Regions from separate parts of the Mus musculus genome. Here region 2 is linked to region 1. Evidence: chromatin contacts called from public Hi-C data. All regions are on one chromosome and are shown on one strand. Each heading gives the region's core, a stretch centred on a gene start, on an enhancer-like site or on the middle of the called end of the contact. The rest is flanking DNA. Distances are from core to core; before and after follow the strand shown.

What was found. Hi-C and Micro-C count contacts between places; a contact is called where the count stands out from the background.
Region 2: a contact with region 1 is called in a Hi-C map of pancreatic cancer cells, with 4 times the contacts expected there. The contact joins two enhancer-like sites. A contact is called at or near these places in 3 of 15 datasets of contacts at CTCF or cohesin (embryonic stem cells, large pre-B cells and pro-B cells), 21 of 484 Hi-C or Micro-C datasets (3T3-L1-derived adipocytes, B cells, the HPC-7 cell line and 8 more), 2 of 115 datasets of contacts at active chromatin or transcription factors (both in embryonic stem cells) and 1 of 9 other capture datasets (embryonic stem cells).

Annotation. Positions count from the first base shown.
Region 1 is chr2:71,585,813-71,592,379 of GRCm38.p6, forward strand. It overlaps Gm36857 (a long non-coding RNA gene), which reads left to right and starts at 5,517. Exons shown (of 3, transcript XR_374627.3): 1 at 5,517-5,620. Within about 2 kb of position 1,674, at least 1 of the 459 cell types and tissues checked has an H3K27ac peak or open chromatin away from gene starts, as enhancers often do. A contact at or near this core is called in pancreatic cancer cells, where this site is marked.
Region 2 is chr2:72,024,571-72,031,403 of GRCm38.p6, forward strand. It overlaps Rapgef4 (Rap guanine nucleotide exchange factor (GEF) 4), which reads left to right. Exons shown (of 31, transcript NM_001204165.1): 2 at 6,463-6,605. Among named protein-coding and RNA genes, the nearest start is that of Gm52555, 7.0 kb to the left of the region's middle. Within about 2 kb of position 2,116, at least 10 of the 459 cell types and tissues checked have an H3K27ac peak or open chromatin away from gene starts, as enhancers often do. A contact at or near this core is called in pancreatic cancer cells, where this site is marked.

The DNA of each region.
Region 1 (6,567 bases), core at 424-2,923:
ACTTAGAATATTGTTTGTCCCTCAACTAATACTCGTGGCTGGGATGCCTTTGAATGTGTTGTTGGGTGGAGAGTGGCTTCTGTCTCTAACCAGGTTCTTGTCCTTCTTCAAGGGTGGAGTGGACAGACAGTAAAGGGTACTAAGAGGAGATACTTTACTGAAAATGAGTAAGGCATCTTAAGTCAGATTGCCACGGGGGCTTTAAATAAACCAAATTTGAATTCTCCGTAGCAGCAGGATCTCCATTACGATGCTAAAATGTTACAGCTGGACTGCCCTCCACCCCAAAGGCCTCCTTATGCCAATCAGGAGCCATTCCTTTTAGAGCCCCTGTGCAGCTCTGAGAAGCTTATAGCACTTGCAGGGCCTTAGAGCAGCCAGCGGTCTCCCCTGTCTTCCCTCCCCTTGTGAGTCTAGGAGTTTTCTCTGAAAGCCTCCAAGCCAGAGCTGGGATACAGCTCTAAAGTCTTGTGTGGGGTAGTCTGAATGAAGTCTGTGTGAACTCCAGGTCCCTAGTTGGTGGCGCTTTTTGAGAAGGTTTAGGTGGCACGGAAGCAGTTTTTGAGAGTTTAAAATCCTCTGTCGTTTCTAGTTAGCTTTCCCCGCTTCCTGCTTGGGTTTGAAGATGTGAGCTTTTCCTTCCTGTTCAGACTATTACGCCTCCATTTCACTCATGCCTCCACATTTGTGGACTCCGATCCCTCTGGAACCGAAAGCCCAAATAAACGTTTTTTTCCTCTAGAAGTTGCTTTGGTGATGATGTTTTATCCCAGCAGCACCGAAGTAACTAATACAAGGTGTCTTCCTTCTCCTTGGAGCTTTGTGGGGAAAGTGAGCAGCGAGGTGCTGAGATTGACCAGCTGGGCCCTGATTGGTTGAATCTCTCATATCCATCCAATTAGGGGAGAGCTGTTGAAAGTTAGCATCAAACCGGTGGTGGTGGCGCACGCCTTTAATCCCAGCACTCGGGAGGCAGAGGCAGGTGGATTTCTGAGTTCGAGGCCAGCCTGGTCTACAGAGTGGGTTCCAGGACAGCCAGGGCTACACAGAGAAACCCTGTCTCGAAAAACAAAACAAAACAAACAAACAAACAAAACAAAAAATAAAGAAAGAAAGTCAGCATCATTTCTGGTTGTTGATTGTTTTTTGGTGGCTTTTTTTTTTTGTCATCGCGTCTCCCCCCACTCCCCCCCATATCCCCTGTGGCTGTCAGAAGCTTGACAATAGGGGTTTTGTTTTTCTCTGTATCTCCCTTTCCTCTAGGCTTGAGTTTCCTGTCTATCAGAGAGTCTTGTCCTCCCTGAGTTTGATGCCTGAAGCTCTTTCCATCTGCAGAGGGTCAGGCAGGGTAGGGCCTGCTCTTTGGCAGCCTGGAGGTGGATACTTTGATAGAAACCATCCCATACCGAGGAGGGTTGCTGTTTCCAGACAATGAGCGGAGGGATTGTTAGGTTTCTGAGTGTTAAGAGTGGTTAGCTGTACTTGTTCAGCATTTAGCCTTGTGTATGTCTCCTTCCATGCATCTAATTTGTACACATACATACCGTTAGTTTTGTTTTATCTTTGTTCTTGAGACATGTGTTTCAGATTGACTTACTTAGATGTAGCTGAGGCTGAGCCCGAGTGCCCGACCCTCTCACGCCCATCTCTTCCGTGCTGGGACTTTGAGCACGAGTCACCATGTCTGACCTTTATTACTATTTGTTCACTGTGAAGTCCACGGAACAGAAAATGAGCATGATAGAGCGAGGCAGAGAGGCAGCTGTTCAGAGGACCCCAGTTTACTGTTTACAGTTTAGCTGTAACATTTTAGCATCGTAATGGCGTCCTTCTGCTACGGAGAATTCAAATTTGGTTTATTTAAAGCTCCCGCGGCAATCTGACTTAAGATGCCTTACTCATTTTCAGTAAAGTATCTCCTCTTAGTACCCTTTACTGTCTGTCCACTCCACCCTTGAAGAAGGACAAGAACCTGGTTAGAGACAGAAGCCACTCTCCACCCAACAACACATTCAAAGGCATCCCAGCCATGCCAGGAAGCTCAGAACTCTAGAATTCCACCTTTGGCCTCTATGGGCACCTGAACACACCTACATAAATACATGAACATAATTTAAAATAATAAAAAACCTTATTTTTTATTACTTTTTAAAATAGTCCAGCCATGGTACTCTTCCCTGTTCCCCCCACCCTCAGTGCCCCACCCCATTCCTCCTCCCTCCAGTCTCCAAGAGAATATCCCCCTCTCCCCAACTGTCCCCTGCCAGGCTTTTCCACACCCTGGGGCCTCAAGTCTCTTGAGGGTTAGGAGCGTCTTCTCCCACTGAGGCCAGACCAGGCAGCTCTCTGCTGTATATGTGTCAGGACCTCCGACCAGCTGGTGTTTGCTGCTTGATTGGTGGCTCAGTATCTGAGAGATCCCAGGGGGCCAGGTCAGTTGAGACTGCTGGTCTTCCTATGGGGTCACCCTTCTCACCTTCCAGCTTTTCCCTAATTCAACCACAGGGGTTCCTTGTCTTCTGTCCATTGGTTGGGTGTAAGTATCTGCATCTGTCTCAGCTGCCTTTTGGACTTCTGAGAGGGCAGCCATGCTAGGCTTCTTGTCTGTAAGCACACCATAGCATCAGTAATAGTATCAGGCCTTGGGGGCCTTCCCTTGAAATGGATCCCAAGTTGGGCCATTTACTCGAGTGCCTTTCCCTCAGTCTCTTCTCTGTTGTTGTCCCTGCAGTTCTTTTAGACTGGAACAATTCTGGGCCAGAATAACAATCTTATTTTTAAGTAACACTGTAGTAGGACCGACTGGAGTTCCTTACTAATAAAGAAAGGCGTTAGCCTAGAGAGAGCTAAGCTTGGGGGTGGTTTTCATTTCATTTGCTTAGCACAGAGATGCTATAGTTATCATGATTTTTTCTTAGCCTTGACCATCACATAAACTGGAAGAATTTTAAATGCCTTTGAAGTTGTAAAAGTAGCACAGAAGGAAATCAGGCACAAATAAAACTCCTATCCCTAGACATGACAGCGTCTTTTAGCTCATTCCAGAGACTTCCATGTACTTGCAATTAGGCATGTATATTTTCATTAAACATGTAAGATCGGACTGTATGCTCTGTAGCTTGCCTTTTTTGCACTGGTACCATATTGCAGAGGGTTTCCCTGGACATTGTAGATAGAGGGCCTTCGTTCTGCACAATGATCTACTATATGGCTGTGGACAAATCTATTCCGGAGGATTTCATAGCATTTTACAAGGCACCATTCCCATTGTCCTTTCTACGGCCAGAGACCAGTGGCTCCGAGGTGTGTCAGCCGTTGGCCACCGATGGAAGATGCAGCAGAGCTACTGTGTCATTAGGGATTTCCTAGAGGGAGAAACATTCCCTCAAGGCTGAGTCAGAGCCGGAATCTGGTCCCACTACTTCCCGCATGGTCCTTGCTGTGGTTAACCATAGAGGTGGCTCATTGTTGAGGGTTTGGCAAATGTCTGAGAAAATTACAAGGCTGTGATGGCCTCCCTTCTAGCCGTAGCTACACAGGAATCCACACTAATCTCACAGGATGACTGGCAACTTCTGTCTCCAGCCATCCAAGAAAGCTCGCTGCTGTCTTTCGTTGGATTGTGGCAGCTGTGGGTGTCTGGTCTGCCATCAGAGGATCGGTATTTCGTTTATACTTAGTTTGAAAATGTTCATATTAGATTCAATTGTACCAAATATCTGTCTCTTTCTTACTACGTAGTCTCAGGGCTGTCCAAACAGGCAGGATAACCTCACTAGGGTAGGCCGAGATGCCGTCAAAGCAAAGGAGCCTGACTCGGTTCTTTTCTCTACTCCTGCTTCTGCGTGGCCAGTTTATGTACCACCCTCTTCATCTCCTAAGCCACAGGGAGGACTTTATTTAAACTTGACCCCACTGCTAGAGACTCCAGCCTAGCTAAGTGTGTAATAGAGAAACCCAGGAACTGCAATCTCATCTGGAAGGAGTCTCCTCTCTCTTGCTTTGACCTATATTTCTCTTTTTCTGCCTTCATTGTCCTTCTTTCATGGCTTTGCCTGCAGAAAATCTGTCTTTCTACACACCCCCCTCTCCCGCCACCATGGTGAGTTCAATCTCTGGGCATCAAACAGAAAGATGCCTCCATGTCTGCCGAGTGTCCCAGCTGCCCGGTATATCTTACTGTGGCCGTGCTTGGAGGTGCTGGTAGGCAAGGATTGCCTCTTTTTCACCACATACCACGCTTCTCCTAAGCTGTCCATTCTTCAGCACTAGGACGATACTTGGCTCGAAGCACAGAGATGCTCTGTGATTGTGAGATGATGAATCTGTATAGTTCAGTGTCTTCCTGTGGATTTAGCTTCACAGTCTGAAGTTGCTAGCATCATTTTTAGAACTATCAAATTTATTCCATTCACTGATGCTTGGATTTTGATGATGCATTAATTTATTTATTTACTTAAAAAACAACAACAACAACAACAACAAAACCCAAAACCAAACCAAACCAACCAACCAACCAACCAAACAAACAAACAAAAAAAAACCCAGGGTTTTTCTGTGTAGCCCTGACTGTCCTGGAACTCACTCTGTAGACCAGGTTGGCCTCAAACACACAGAAATCTGCCTTCTCTGCCTCCTGAGTGCCGGGATTAATGGCCTGTGCCACTACCGCCCTGCAAGGTTGTATGTGCCAATTATCCTTGTTTGTTTGTTTGTTTGTTTGTTTGTTTGTTTTGCTTTGCTTTGCTTCCAGAGCTGAGGACCAAACCCAGGGCTTCATGCTCACTAGGCAAGCACTCTATCACTGAGCTAAACCTCCAACTCTGGTGATGCTTTTAAATGTAAGAAAAGTTATTTATTTATTTATTTTACTTATTTTGGATGGAGTCTCATATAGCCCAAGCTATCCTTGAATTCACTATGCAGTAGAGAATGACCTTGAAATTCCAATTCTCCTGCCTCCACTGCCCTGGTACCAGAATTATAGGCATAGCAACACACTCAGTGATGCTTTAACATCTTAGAACTGTTCACATTTTAAAATGAAAGCTTCCCCTGTCTTCCAAACGCCTTAAAAGCAACAGATGATAGCTTTAGCTGTATAGGAATGGATCCAATGTACATCTAAGATGTTTAGTAAATTCTAAAGTCAGAGGGAAGAGAAAAATAAAAGCAGTAAACAGACCCAGGAAATAGCATCTTGCCATGTCAGGGTATGGTCCTCGTTTTACCAGGATATAATTTAGACTCTAGAAACCCTCCTGAGCCGCTCTCTTCAACAAAGGAACAACTTGCAATTTACCAGGAGAGTGGCACGCACTCACCTCCCTGGGTGGTTGCGGTGCCAAGCCTGGGAGGGCTGATAGGAGGAGCGCATGCGCGCTGAGGAAAGGCTGTTTGCTCTAGTTCACACAGCTCATGCGGCCCGCGTTAGACAGGCGCCTCTTCTTTGGGGGTCTCTGGCTGTGGCATCCTTCCCCTGCTGACTGAACAATTTCTCCAAAGCTGTCCTTTTATGGTCTTCCTGAGACGCTGTAGCCCCCTTATGTGGCTTTCACGACTTCAACATTCAACTTTGACTCTGTCTTCTAGAGGCTTCTGGGGAAACTCCATTTCTCAGGTTGGAAGAAACTGGACTTCTATATTCAGGGTCTTCTACCTTACTTTCTGTGACTTCTATCTGGTGACTAATTTTAGGTCGCACTAGCTCTCCTCTCAAGGGATTGCGTGATTGATTTTCTCATCGTTTTCTTTAGGTAGCCCCATATGAGGTCCAGGGCTTTCTCGAGAACGTCATTTAATCTCTTCAAGTCTTATACTCAATTACAATTTTACCCATTAAGTAAAACCTGTACTCATTAGGGAAAAATCAGAATTCAAAGAAAACAGAAGCCATAATTTTAAAAAGCATCAAAACATTTAGGGTTATTTCCCTTTGAAAATGATTTATTTCTATACCCTTTTAATTTTAATATTAGCTTCTGCCTTGATTTTTGTTTTACCAACTCAGCTTGATATCAAGAGCATGCTACACATTAGTAAGGGTTCTTATAAGCTCTTTGAATGCTATCTACTATTCAATCTATGAGAACTTGCCTGCTTACTTCTGACTGTCCACCTTGGGTAGGTGGTTTTTGTGCTGGTCACTTAAATCTTGTGTGTTCCCTTTCTGTTTTCTTGGTACAGAGTCTAAAAATTAGAATTATTAGTTGAAGATGTAGCCAGCCAGCCTCCCACTCTCCCTCCCACCCCCACAGTCTGAGGCACTTAGGTAGGCTAGGCCCATTGCTCCACACCAAGCTTCTGCTATGGTTAAAACAAACAGTCTTAATTTTACATTGTGGTCAAATATAAGTAACATGAAGTTCGCTGGTTTAGCCAGTTTGAAATGTGTTTTTCAGTGGCGTGAAGGGCATTCAGATGGGCATGGTGACACACATCCTAGTCCTACGGCTTACGATGCTGAGAAGGGAAGGTCACAAGTTTGAAACCAGCCTGGGCTACAAAGTGAGTTCCTGGAAAGCCAGAGCTACGTAGTGAGGCCCTGTCTCAAAAACAAAACAAAAC
Region 2 (6,833 bases), core at 866-3,365, 440 kb after region 1:
GAATATTTTAATAAATAAAACTTTCCTATTAGGAAAAACAACCAAATGAATTGTCATTCTCTGTGGTACTTAAATGACCATTCTGGATTATCCAATATGAACATTGGTTAGCCTGTGTCTTAGTTACTTTTCTGTTGCTGTGAAGAGAGATCATGACTAAGGCACCTTATAGAAGGAAGAATTTTTGGTGTTATAGTTTCAGAGTATAAGTCTATGACCATTATAGCAGAGAGCTGGGCGGCAGGTAGGCAAGCATACTGCTGAAGCAGTAGTTAAGAATTATTTTGGGTGCACAAGCAGGAAGCAGAGAACTAACTGAAATGGTGTGGGCCTACACCCAGTTACACACCTCCTCCAGCAAGGCCACACCTCTCAATCCTTCCCAAACAGTTCCACCAACTGGGGACCAAGTATTTAAATACAGAAGTCTATGGGAGCTATTCTCATTCTAACCACTACAACCAGCCACACCTATCAGGGCTGGGCTTGGCTGTTGCTCACTTCTCCTTTGGGTTCACCAGGGGCACCAGTAGCAGGTGTTGAGAGATACTTGGTGCTGGATGGGGAGGCAGAAATATGCAAGGAATATTCCATGAAGAGCTGGGATCAAAACAAATGGCTAAGAAGGTCCATGGCTTCATAACTAATTCAGAAACCACTTTTCTCTTAGTAAGATTCCCAACCAGCTGGTTCAGTTTGCTAGTCTTTTTCAAACCTTTCCTGCTGAAAATCTATTTCCTTCTTCTGATGCCTCTGATTATGTGTCCCATGCTTAGGATAGGCCTAGATGATTCTAGCCAGAAAATTACTGGCCCAGGCTAACTAATGTCAGTTTTCTTGCCTCAGTATAGACAAGACTTTATGACCCTAAGTGATACTGCCGTAGACTATTGGCTTAGATATACAACATATGGAATAGCATATAGAATAGAATATACAATTCCACAGCATAGAATTCATGCTTCCATTCTCATTGCTTAAGAATGGGATAATTAGTAGACAGGTATGTACCTCATACCTGTAACCTAGCACTGGGGAGGTAAGAGCAGGAAGATTATAAATTCAAAGCCAACCTGAACTGCTTAGACATTCCAGTTTGGTCTATGAGACCTTGACTCCAAAACAGACAGATGACAGACAGACAGATAGACACACACGCAGACAGACAAACAAACAAGAAGCAAGCAAAAAAAAAAAAAATTCAGGAGCACCTGACTCTCGCACCAGCCTCATGAGACTCTCTCGCTGACTCTTCTGTGAATCACCTCCAGAAAAAGTCACTAGTTCTGTTTTAGCCTGAAACATTTTTTAAAAAGCATCTGTTACCTGACTCATCGTGGACACTCTTCCAGAATGTAAAAGATTAAACGAAACTGTCTTTTACCCTAATGCTAGCAGGACAAGCATATTGTAGTACTCTGCTCTGTGTGCATTTGGGGTGGTCTACTTCAGCTGACATCTGCAGAGCCTGTGGCTGAGGGTGTGTGCATGGCCTGATGGTGCTGTCCTGACCTCAGATACTAAGGCACAATCAAGAGATGTTTGGAAGTGGGCTTCTGAAATTGATATAGCCTTTTATTTTCTTTACTGAGGACCAACCTTGTACGTGCCAGGCAAGTGATCTACCTGAGCTACATCTTCATCCCCTAGACAAGGCTGTACTTTGATTTTGTATTGTGGTTTAAATCTGAAGAAACAAAAGACTGCACGGAATGTGGTCAAAAGACCTCCCTCCCTCCCCATTCACTCACAAATGCCAGATGTGATTTAAGCCTTACCTGGTCTCCAGGTAACAGTGAGATTTTTCAAGGGCCACAGAGCAGTGGCTTTCAGTCCCCTGTGGAACCTGTGACATAGTGGCTGTATCCAACGGGGAGGTGAAGGTATATGGGCCTCCTAACCTTTGTTCAAGGCCAAAATGGTGGTCTTCATGATCCCCAGCCACAATCTCTGATCTCATTTTTGTTAGAAATAAGTTCAGGGTCACAAAGAGACCACCACCACTCCAGTTAGTGTCTCAACAAGGCAAAGCTTGACTTCTCATCAGAAGGGTGAACTACTCATGAAAACAGATCAGGGACACAGGGACAGGAAGTTGACTCAGGATTTTAGTCTAATGTAAGCGGTGACTGTGGCTTTTTCCCATTGGCTGGGATCTGACTTCACTGTGTTTCATGACTGGCTACTTTAAAAGAATTGTCACAGAGAAAATGAAGGCAAGTGGGAAGGAGCAGGACACTTAAGTCATTTATAAGTTCCAAGAATGAATGAATAAGGGTTCTCTCTCTCTCTCTCTCTCTCTGTCTCTCTCTCTGTCTCTCTCTCTCTCTCTGTCTCTCTCTCTCTCTCTCTCTCTCTCTCTCTCTCTCTCTCTCTGTGTGTGTGTGTGTGTGTGTGTGTGTGTAAGTAAGTGTAGAAAGGATGGTGTTGCTTAAAACATTTGCATTTGGGGTTTGCAAGGTGTGGTAAGAGGAAAATATTTACATAAAAGCCTTAAAAAACAGGAGAGATAGTAAGGTTTGAATTCCTTGTTGCAAACAAAAGTTTTCTAGCGGTTGACAGAAAAGACTAATGTTTACTGTTTCTTAAATTTGAACCTTGAAGGGCACTTTCCTTTTCACTATTTTATAGAGATGTAAAATCAGGTAGGCTGTATTAAAAATCAGGCATTTCCATCAGCCTGCCCTCAGGGATCTAGCAGAGCTTATGTAATCACTTGCTGCCAGATGTGCCGGGGGTGCCAGGTGTGCCAGGTGTGCCATGCATAAAAGGGGTGCCACCCCAGCTCCCTCTCTGTCAATTTCTCTCTCTCTTTCTCTCAATCTCTTCCTCTCTCCTCCCCTCTCCTTCCTTCCCCCTTTGCTCCCCTACTCTCTCTGTCTTGTTCATTCTCTCTCTCATTCCCTATCTGTTTGTCTGTCTGCCTGCCTGTCTCTATCTTACCATCATGTCCACACTCCAAGACAGCCTTTTGCTCCCTCTACTTCTCTAATAAACCTCTTAGACTAGATCTGTTTCCTGGCATCATTTCTTAGTGACACACCTGCCTTGGCATGGCCAGCCAAAGGTACCCACCTTCACAGCATTTATCCTATCAGACTGGCTACTAGGCAGCAATCTGCAAACCCTGTGGCCTCTGCTTCTTAGTGGCAAATGCATAGCCATTGGAAGGGCTGGAAAGACCTTGCCAGGCCTTGGGTAGCTATGAGCACACTGACAGAATCAAGCATCACAGAAGACAAAGGAAAATTTTGGGTAACTGAGTTGAGGGGTGTGTGTACATGTTTATATATGTGCTCCTATGTAGGGATCCCTGTATCAGCTTGTGTATATGTGTATACATAGGTGTGCATGCATGTGTGTAGTGAATGGATGGGCAACTGGCAGGGGGAGGAGTCAGGAGGTTAGGACTCTCTAGGGAGAAAACTGAAGTGATAACAGAAACTTTACAGATGCAGTTGCTAACAGTGTTGCTATAGTTACAAAAGGAGAAATGAGAAGAAGTGTTTTATTTGTTTGTTTGTTTTAAAGCTTTAGGGCTTTTAAAACAAAGTACTCATGAGATCTTGCTAGAATTTTAGCCATAGTGACACCTCCTTCTTTTCTGAACTCCTTTCCCCTTGACTGGGAACGGCTGTATGTGCACAGATGCCCCTCACTCTGGGCACACAAGTCATGGTCTGTATGGCACTAGATAGCTTTACTTCCCTCCTTAGTAAATATATGCAGATTGAGTGAACCGTCATCAACTCCTTCTTTCTGAATTTCATTGACATTGTTGGAAAAACTTGCAATTAGGAAAGAGTAAATAGTGTTCTGAGTGGTTAATAATTGTATAATTAAGACGATAACCTGATAAGTGGCAAACATCTTGAGTTTCAAAGACCTTTGACACCTCTACATCATCGCTGCATTATAAATACACATGATTTCAGCATACTGACTTATGTGTCTAAATGTTTTTGAGTGTAAAATGGGATTCATTATTCTTGCTTTCTCTAATAGGCCACGATGATCAAAAATTTCCATTAGTGTCAAAACTCTTTGTAAAGCTAAGTGTTATAAAGACTGGGGTTGTTAAGTATGTATTGTTTAAGATCTTATAGCTATAATAGAAAAGAATACACACATGTCTAAAGATCCTACAAAAGGCACACAGTATGCTAGAGTATATCTCAAGCTTTGTATTCATTGCTTTCTTTAGACACTGTGTGTGTGTTACATTTATGTGCTTATGCATATCTATGTGTGTGTGTAGGCCAGAGGCCAACGCTCAATGTCTTCCCCTGTCATTCTCTACCCTAATTTTTGAGACAGAGTCTCTCACTGGATCTGGATCTCACCTTATCCACAGACCATTTTCTCAGCCCCTCCTTAGATTTTTAAAGGTCATGACAGCTAATGATCATATTGATGATGGTACTACTATGACTAGCTTCTGTAGCCTTGTGTAATTTATAAAGGTCTCATGAGTTATTATAGTTTTGGTAATTGCTCATTAAGGGAGGGAAATATCTTTTTTTTTTTAAACATCATCTCCTTGTTAAAATGAAGAGTCAAACTGAGCTACAAAGTCATTTTAATTCAAGTGTATTTCACTAACCTTATGCCCAGTGTTCTGGAACACATACACTAATCCTTGGGAGACATTTGAGATGGAAACAGTGGGACTAGCAGATCTGGTACAGGGACCAGCGAGTGAAGCTCTGGGTCAGAGCTGGCAGAGTGACAAGCATGCATCAGGCTCTGAGTCCAGTTTCCAGTACTGCATAATCATATACACATACAAACACACAGACACAGAAACAGACACAAAACAAATAAATGCAACTTATAATTTTTTAATTAAATTTTTAAATTATAAATTTTTAAAAAATTATAAATTTTTAATTGAAAAAATTATCATTTTTCACTCTTTGGGGAACTTAAATGTTTAACCACGGGCGACATGACTGAGACCTTTGTGTTAGGACTGCACAAAACCATTGATCTTTTGTGACTTAAAGTCTGGGTTTGAACCTTGCTGATCTGACTTCCTTTGAACTTCACGGAGGTACATTTTTCTTTGGCTGCTTTTGAGTGTTCAGTTTCTCCTATGTAGTGTTAAGCTGACAAGCTACAGTTGCCCTGGTCTGCCTTCCTAGCAAAGGGTGTTCTGGGGGTGGGGCGTAAACAGGGGGTCTGCTTTCCTTTGGGAGGGAAGAGGGACCCTCATCTCTTCCTATTTTCCCACCACCTCAGTCTCATTTTCAGTTACTGGCCTTGCAATCCCTCCTGGGGTAATTTCCATGCTTGCTTTGTGTTGGACAGTCCCAACCACACACCTGACCTGTGGTGCCCTGACCCCCTGTAGCTGCCGACCACCGTGTGGCATATGCCCAACTGGGCTGGATGCCCTCCGAGGGACACCTTGCTGTTTTTGCTGTGCTGACAGTGTTTCCCTCCAAGCTCACACACACTCTCTGGGCAGCACTTTGATCAATCTTGAAATTCTAGCTACATTTCAAAGTCCTGAGCATCAAGGCCTTTGCTTCTGGTAGTTTGGAAGTCTACCATAGATGGTGGATGGAAAAGGGTCCTGTGTTGCTGTAATAAAATATCACAGATTGGGAAATTCCTAAAGAAAAAGAACTCTGTCATAGTTCTGGAGTCTGGGTGGTCCATTCGAAGATGGGGGGGGGGGGATAGTACTTTCAGGGTCTTCTTGCTCCAGAAGCCCATGGTGGGCAAAAAGAAGGCACAATGTATTGTCCATGCAAAAGTCAAAGAGAAAGGGCCTGGAGAAGAAGAGGCGCCACACACATCCTTTTATTAGGGACTTGTTCCTATGACAGCAGTATGACCCTTCATGAGGGCACAGCCCTCAGGGCCTGAGAACCTCTTAAAGGTCTCAACTTGGCTACCCTGAAGTTTTAGAGCAAACCACAGCACCACTTGATGCCTATGGATCCCCTGGCTCTTCCAGGCACTCTGTCATCCCAGGAGCTGAGCACTGTGTATCCTAGGTCTCCTTCTTCTACAGGAAGTCCCACCCACACCTTTGCTGTGGGGATTATCTAGGAGGCTAGCCTGGACCACAGACATTTTCTTTGAATCTGGTATTCTTGACTCTGAGCAGACCTTCCCTAGCTGTTTATAATAGTAAGAACTTAAGATGGACAGAGGAGGCCGAGAGAGAGAGAGAGAGAGAGACCCTTGATGAGGATAGGCAGATAAATATTTGGAATGGTACACTTGGTATAGCCAACTAACTTCATGGCACAGGCCTGTAGTGCAGCACTTGTGGGGTAGACGGAGGCAGGCGGTTTAATGTCATCCTGGGCCACATTCTAAGTTCCAGGTAGTCCCAGGGTACTGGAGACCCTGCCTCTGGCAGATGAATATGCAACTGTATTGAGTTCTGCCTTGTGGCCTGCTTTTCACTAAGACCTGACAGGTTCTGTGCCCTCTCTCCCCCTGCAGGCCGTTGGAGCGATCTAGTGAAGATGTGGACATAATTTTCACGCGGCTGAAAGGAGTTAAAGCTTTTGAGAAATTTCACCCAAACCTCCTTCGTCAGATTTGTTTATGCGGTTACTATGAGAACCTGGAAAAAGGAATCACACGTAAGGCCTGTGACTCTAGTGGTGTATACTTATGTGTGGCTTGTGTTCCTCCGAGGCTACCGTCAGGGGACAGATAGCATCCACAGAGTCTGGTGCCAGATATTTGGGTGTCCAAGTGGGCTGATGTCTCTCTCCCCTGTGTTTATTTTGCTTCTCAGTCTTTTGTCCACAGTGTAAAATTGTTACCCCACCCCTCACCCCCAACCTCAGGGCAGCAGCTCACTTTCC